Regions from separate parts of the Zea mays genome. Here region 1 is linked to region 2. A link is a contact called in public Hi-C data. All regions are on one chromosome and are shown on one strand. The core of a region is the stretch at or near the end of the contact, and the rest is flanking DNA. Distances in the headings are between cores, read along the strand shown. Region 1 holds the start of LOC103641046. Region 2 has its middle 320 kb from the start of LOC103641044.

Region 1 (2,812 bases), core at 15-2,514, 380 kb before region 2:
ACCTCAGACCATGTGCCACTAGTCCAGCAACTTGTTCGAGGGGCATGTAGTTCGGAACAACTCTGCAAGGTTCATTGTTACCCGCGGCCGTAGCGGCAAAACCACTGCTCTGAGCCCCAGATTCCAAATATAAAGGAGAGCGAGGATAGATTTCTTCAGATCCCTCAACCAGCAGCCTGCTGTGCTGAATCATAGCTGACAGATACATCGAATCAAGAGCTACAGCATAATGCAAGCTCGAAAAGTATGAAGGAAGTGCTGAGAAATCGACTGAGAGCAGCGGTTCAGATTTCTTGGAACCATGAAGCACACACCACCCACAATGCGCAAGAGGCCTGTGTAACAATGCAGACTGCAGCAAGAAGCATAAATGTTACACCGATTGTACCAGAAACTAAAATAGATCAGATGAAGGCTGTTGAAAGCTTACAGCGCTCTGGCACTGGAGCTTGACAAAGTGCACCCCGTGGGATGCAAACGCAGCAGCTATACCCGAAGAGAAGATGAATGTCGCAAGGTTCCGGAACTTCCCCCGCTGCCAACTGCGGCGCATCCACCGCAGCATGGGTACAAGAAGGCCAGTGAGCCGGTGAGAGCTCCCAGAACAAGACGTATCGACAAGGATGACGAGCATCTGAGCCCCAGAGTAAGTGACGGCATCATCTACCAGGGCCGAGAAATGGGCATCCAAGAAACCAGTTCTTGACGCAAACTCCCGGGAGGAGGAGCATGGTATGGCGGCGGCGATGTCACAGGGGACCTCTGGCTCTTGCGGGACCAGGAGAGGGCTGACCTTCGATCGCTTGCCCTTCCTCCTGGTGTATACTATCCCAAACCTCCTGCTGCCGTCCTCGTCCTCGGCGACGACCTCATCGGCGGGGTGCCTCCGGCGGCGACGGCGTTTCCTTCTGTACACGAGCCCGAAGGACTTTGTCAGAGCTGGCAATCCCGGTTTGGGGTAATCTTCCTTTTGGTGCTGCTGGTCGTGGCCGTGATTGATGTCGACGTGGAAGGCTGCCGCCTCCTTGGCGTCCCAGCGGATCCGGTCGGCGGCGAGGCGCTTGCCGGAGCGGAGGACCCGGGTGGCGGGATCGACGTGCTCCTGGGATTGCGGCGGCTTAGCCGCCTTGGGCATGAAGACGCGAGTGGAGCGGCGGGCCCCGGCGGCCGGCATGGGCTTCCCCTCCTCAGCCTCGTCGTCCTCGTCGCCTCCGTCGTCTACCCTGGCCTCCGTCTCGTCGAGCCCGGGACTCCACCCGAGGAGGCGGCCGCGGCGGCGGTGTGGATCCGATTGCGACCAGATCCCGCCCGGTGAAGTGAAGGTGGATTGAGTGGTCCTCCTGAGCGCCGAGAAGAAGATCTACGGTGCGGAGGGGGATGAGGTGTGCAGCGGCAATGAGGTTGGGAGGCTCAAGTAGAAGATAGGGGCGGGTGGCCGCCGACTTGCCGCGCCGCCAGCGGCCGCCGCAAGGAGAAGGACGGGAAGCTTCGGGGGCGGCTAGGGTAGGGTTACAGCGGGGCGACGACGACGGCGACGTGCGCGTGCGTTTGTGATGAGACTGGGCCGGTCGTGGGCTGTGGGCTGTTACTTTCGAGTTCCGGATCCCCAGAGACCAAGCTTACATTTGTCCGCGTACGGTCAGGCTGGCGGGCAGCCCATCTTTTTGCATTTTGACCCTTTTTGCGAAAGATTTTCACAAATACGCTCTTTCTAGATTGAATTTAGGAAATTGACCCTTACATCATCACCATTATTATTGACGCCGAGATTACACGTCTCGACGCCAATATAAATGGCGCCGAAATCTTGCTCCGGTATGTCGAGCTGGCATCTACGTGGCAGGAGATCGGTGTCGTGGTCATAGTGTCGACCTCCCAAAAAATGGTCGCTCGGCATCATGCATGTGGCATGCGCGGTGTGTGTATATATATAGTTTGTATATTTGAAGCCCTGGGCTTCCAATAATTAGAGAAAACCCTGGCTCAACGGTGCCATCCGGTTCAGCCACACTAGGTTCGGACGGCTATAAAAACACCCCTAGGCCACCAGAGATTAGGTTTTAGTAGGGGCGGCGATTCCCGCGAGCGAGCGAGTGGCGGTGGCGGTTTCCTTGGGTGTGCGAGCGGCAACAATCCTATGGGACCAGCGGCGATGGCGCCCCGAGGAGGGCGATCGACGGCGGCGCTTGTGGGGGACAGATAACCCTCGGGTCTACTAGAAGGCGAAAACCCTGTTTGGGGCAACGAGCCAGTCGTCCTGCAAGGTCATCGCATCGTGGGCCGGGCAAATACTATAGTTGAAATGGGCCGACCCAAGAAGGCGATGGGCTCACGTCCGGATCGTTCGCGGGATTAGGCATGATCCTGAGGAAGCCGTTCGTTTTCTCGCGCCCGACGCCCTTAAACGCCGGAGATAGCTCGGAACGGAGCCATCGGGTTTTCCTCAAGATAACCAAAGTCTGTTCGCTATTAGCTAGGAGATAAGCTGGAAGAGTGTGATCAGCGTGTGCATAGGGAATGCCCCACGAACTTGTATATAAGGCCTAGGGAGAACCCCATCATTTTCATCTCAATTAGCACCTCTTCGTACGGGAAACATCACTTGTAAACATACCACACATACAAAGCCACCCAGGAAGTACGGTATTACGCCACTCAAAGTGGCCCGAAACTGCAGAAAATCGCCCGACTCCCTTTCTCGTGCTTCTGGCACAAACCATCGAGTTACAATCAGCGACACCGTCCTACCCAAAAGCACCACGAGGGTACCCCCGAGTGTGCGGTCGGACACTAAACACCGACAGCTGGCGCG
Region 2 (2,749 bases), core at 118-2,617:
TTTCATCTTCCAGCGCGAACGCAAGACGCGTCAAGGCTGACGTGGCGGAGATCGACAACTAAGTGTCGACGAGCGCACGAAGTCTAGTAGAGTCGTGATGTTGAAGATAACGTGGCGACGGGCAAACATGTTGCCCAGTAACGATGTCGTTGTCCAAGCGCTGTGAGGCAACGACGAGGTCGACGGTCGGCGGCACGGAAGAAACCAAGATCAACCGTGACAGAGGAGCTGCGACGACTAGATCAACGGCGGTCTAACGGCCATAACGAAGAGCTGTGTTTCGGAAATGGAACACGACATAGCAGGGCGACGGTCTGATCATCGTCGAGCTAGTCGAGCACCGGTGTGGAGGCACACGATGAGGAGCTACGGCTGGGGCGAGCTCGGCGTCGCGGCTGTGGGGGAATAGGGACGACGATCTAGGAGCGGGGCGAGGAGAAGCTCCGCGAGCTGTGCGCGAATTGCACACGACCACGGCGCGCAGGAACGACACAGGCCATCGGCAAACTCCGGCAGGCAGCAACAGAGCAGGACGCGCCATGGGGAAAACAAAGGACGCTGAGCTCGGCGCACAGACTGGTCGATCCGATGGAGCAGCAGCGGCCAGGTGAAATCCGAACAGGGGCTAGGGAGGAGAGGAATCCGCGCGCCGCTGATGAACAGGGTTATGGCGCGAGTTCCAGGGAGTTCGTCTGGTGTCCACGCATTGGCCGAGCTCGAAGCCGGCTATGGACGAGCTCGGCAGAGGGGCTAGGGCGCGGCGCAGAAAAGGTGCGCGCGGCAAGGGAGAAGGAGCTAGGAGGAGCAAGGCATCACCATGACCTGCCGCCGAGCTCGAGAAGGAAATCGACTTGCGCACGACGTCCGGTGTCCTAGCCGGACCGGGGTGACTCACCTGCGCAGGGGCGAGCAGGGGGAACAGGGAGAGAGAGCAGGGAGGTTGGGCGAGCTGGGTAAACGAGCTGAGGGGACGCGGCTGGAGGAGCTCCATGCGCTGGAGGAAGTTTCCGGCCGGGCGTGGTACGGTGGACTCCATGGCAGCCATCGCGGAGAAGCTCGAGACGCGCAGGGAGAACTTCAGAGCAGCAGCCGCAGCCAGGGATTCCGGCCTTGGGGGAAGCTCTGGTGACATCCGAGCGTGAGGAAGATGAGGGAGGGAGGGAGGGAGCAGGGGGACGCGAGGAGCAGGGCGCACGGCGATTGGGGGCGGCTCTGGCTGGGCACAATGGGAGAGAGCAGAGGAAAATCCAGCACAGGGAGCACGCGAGTGTGAGAAGACTGACGCAGCAAGAGCAGAAGGAGAATGCCGGGAAAGAAGAGAAGGCTGGCGTTCAAAGAATGGGCCGCAGAATTAGAAGGCCGAATCCACGAGTTTCAGGAGCTAAATGGGTGAACTAGTTGTGTGGTGGTGGTCGTATTGGGCCAAATTGGCTTGTAAGACATTAGCAATATAAACTGAATACTGAAGACAGAGTGAAGAGAGAAGAAATTAATCTCATTCAGACTTCCACTACTTCGCTTCTTGCTGCTCTTCCGATATCCTTCCTGTTCTTCTTCATCGTCGAGCTGGAGAAGGGACTTGGCGCCGGTGAGGAGACTCGCTGCTGGGAAGAGAGAGGCAGCAAGCGCACTTCCGTGGAAGAAATAGAGATCGCGCTTAGGGGATAAGCACCGGCGAACCAGGAAAAATCTGCCGTTGCTAAGGACGACGGCAGAGAATTCAACAGGGAACGGCGGCGGAAAAATCTGGGAAGGAAGAAGATAGGAACGATGACGCGTAATGGATGAGGCTACGGCTGAATTTTTTTATTTTTCTTTATACGAGAACACAAAGATAATTTAATTCTCTGATTAAATCGGCGCGAGATGTAAACCGGGCAAAACAAAAAATATCCATCAACAAGTACAGACTACGCTTGATTTAATTTAGATCAGATAATTTTATCCGCAGTCTGAACAGGGAAACAGATTAGTTATGAATACTCAGCTCGGTTCTAATTTTTTAGCAATGCATACGATATAGACAGTAAGGATGACATGGTTTTGATTTAGCGAATGCTTTAGAATCAGATGAGTTTGCGCTGTTATTTATATCCAAAGTTTTGGATCGGCGCGAGAAACGACGGCCCGAATAAGACGGATTTCGTCTTCGAGAATTTGTTCTATGGGATTCGACTAAAATTAGCCAAAACCATATCTGAATTATTAACCTCACGCCCGATTTTCAGAACAAATATGTTCCGAACAGCACGAAAATTTAGGACGAGCCCGAATAGATGAAAATAAAAATGATGTCGCACTCACGACAGACGGCACAGATGCGATATTAAAATCGCGATAGGCGAAGATTATTAAAATTTCGCATCCGTTTTACCCACTGATATTACGTGCTTAAATCCGTACTCGTTGTCGAGCGGAATATAAACACCTGGGGTGTTACAACGTGGGCCAGATCTCCGACGAGCAGGAGCAAGGAGGGCAGGCGAGCGGACGAGCGGTTTCAAAAGGAGGCTAGGGTTTTGCGGCGTGCAGAAAGTGCACCTGAACCGCACCGCCCCGCCCTCCTTTTTATACACGGGACGCGACGCTTCGGGAAACCCGTAGTCCAACAGTACCGCGTGCGTCAACGGTCACATCAAAAACCCCCGCGGAACCATTTCGAGCGAGGGCAGCGTCTCCACCATCTAGCGACGTCTTCGGCACTAGATGACTCAGTCGAACTGGTCCCTCGGAGGGCAAATGTTGGGGC

The links. A called contact is a pair of places that touch in the nucleus more often than the background predicts.
Region 1: a contact with region 2 is called in a Hi-C map of leaf mesophyll, with 2.0 times the contacts expected there. The contact joins the promoter of LOC103641046 here to the enhancer-like site in region 2. A contact is called at or near these places in 2 of 25 Hi-C or Micro-C datasets (leaf and leaf mesophyll).

Annotation. Positions count from the first base shown.
Region 1 is chr10:42,804,466-42,807,277 of Zm-B73-REFERENCE-NAM-5.0, reverse strand. LOC103641046 reads right to left here and starts at 1,264. Exons shown (of 4, transcript NM_001346711.1): 1 at 431-1,264; 2 at 1-352. The coding sequence starts at 1,174.
Region 2 is chr10:42,428,584-42,431,332 of Zm-B73-REFERENCE-NAM-5.0, reverse strand. No RefSeq gene overlaps it. Among protein-coding and RNA genes, the nearest start is that of LOC103641044, 320 kb to the right of the region's middle. Within about 2 kb of position 1,367, at least 6 of the 20 cell types and tissues checked have an H3K27ac peak or open chromatin away from gene starts, as enhancers often do. A contact at or near this core is called in leaf and leaf mesophyll, where this site is marked.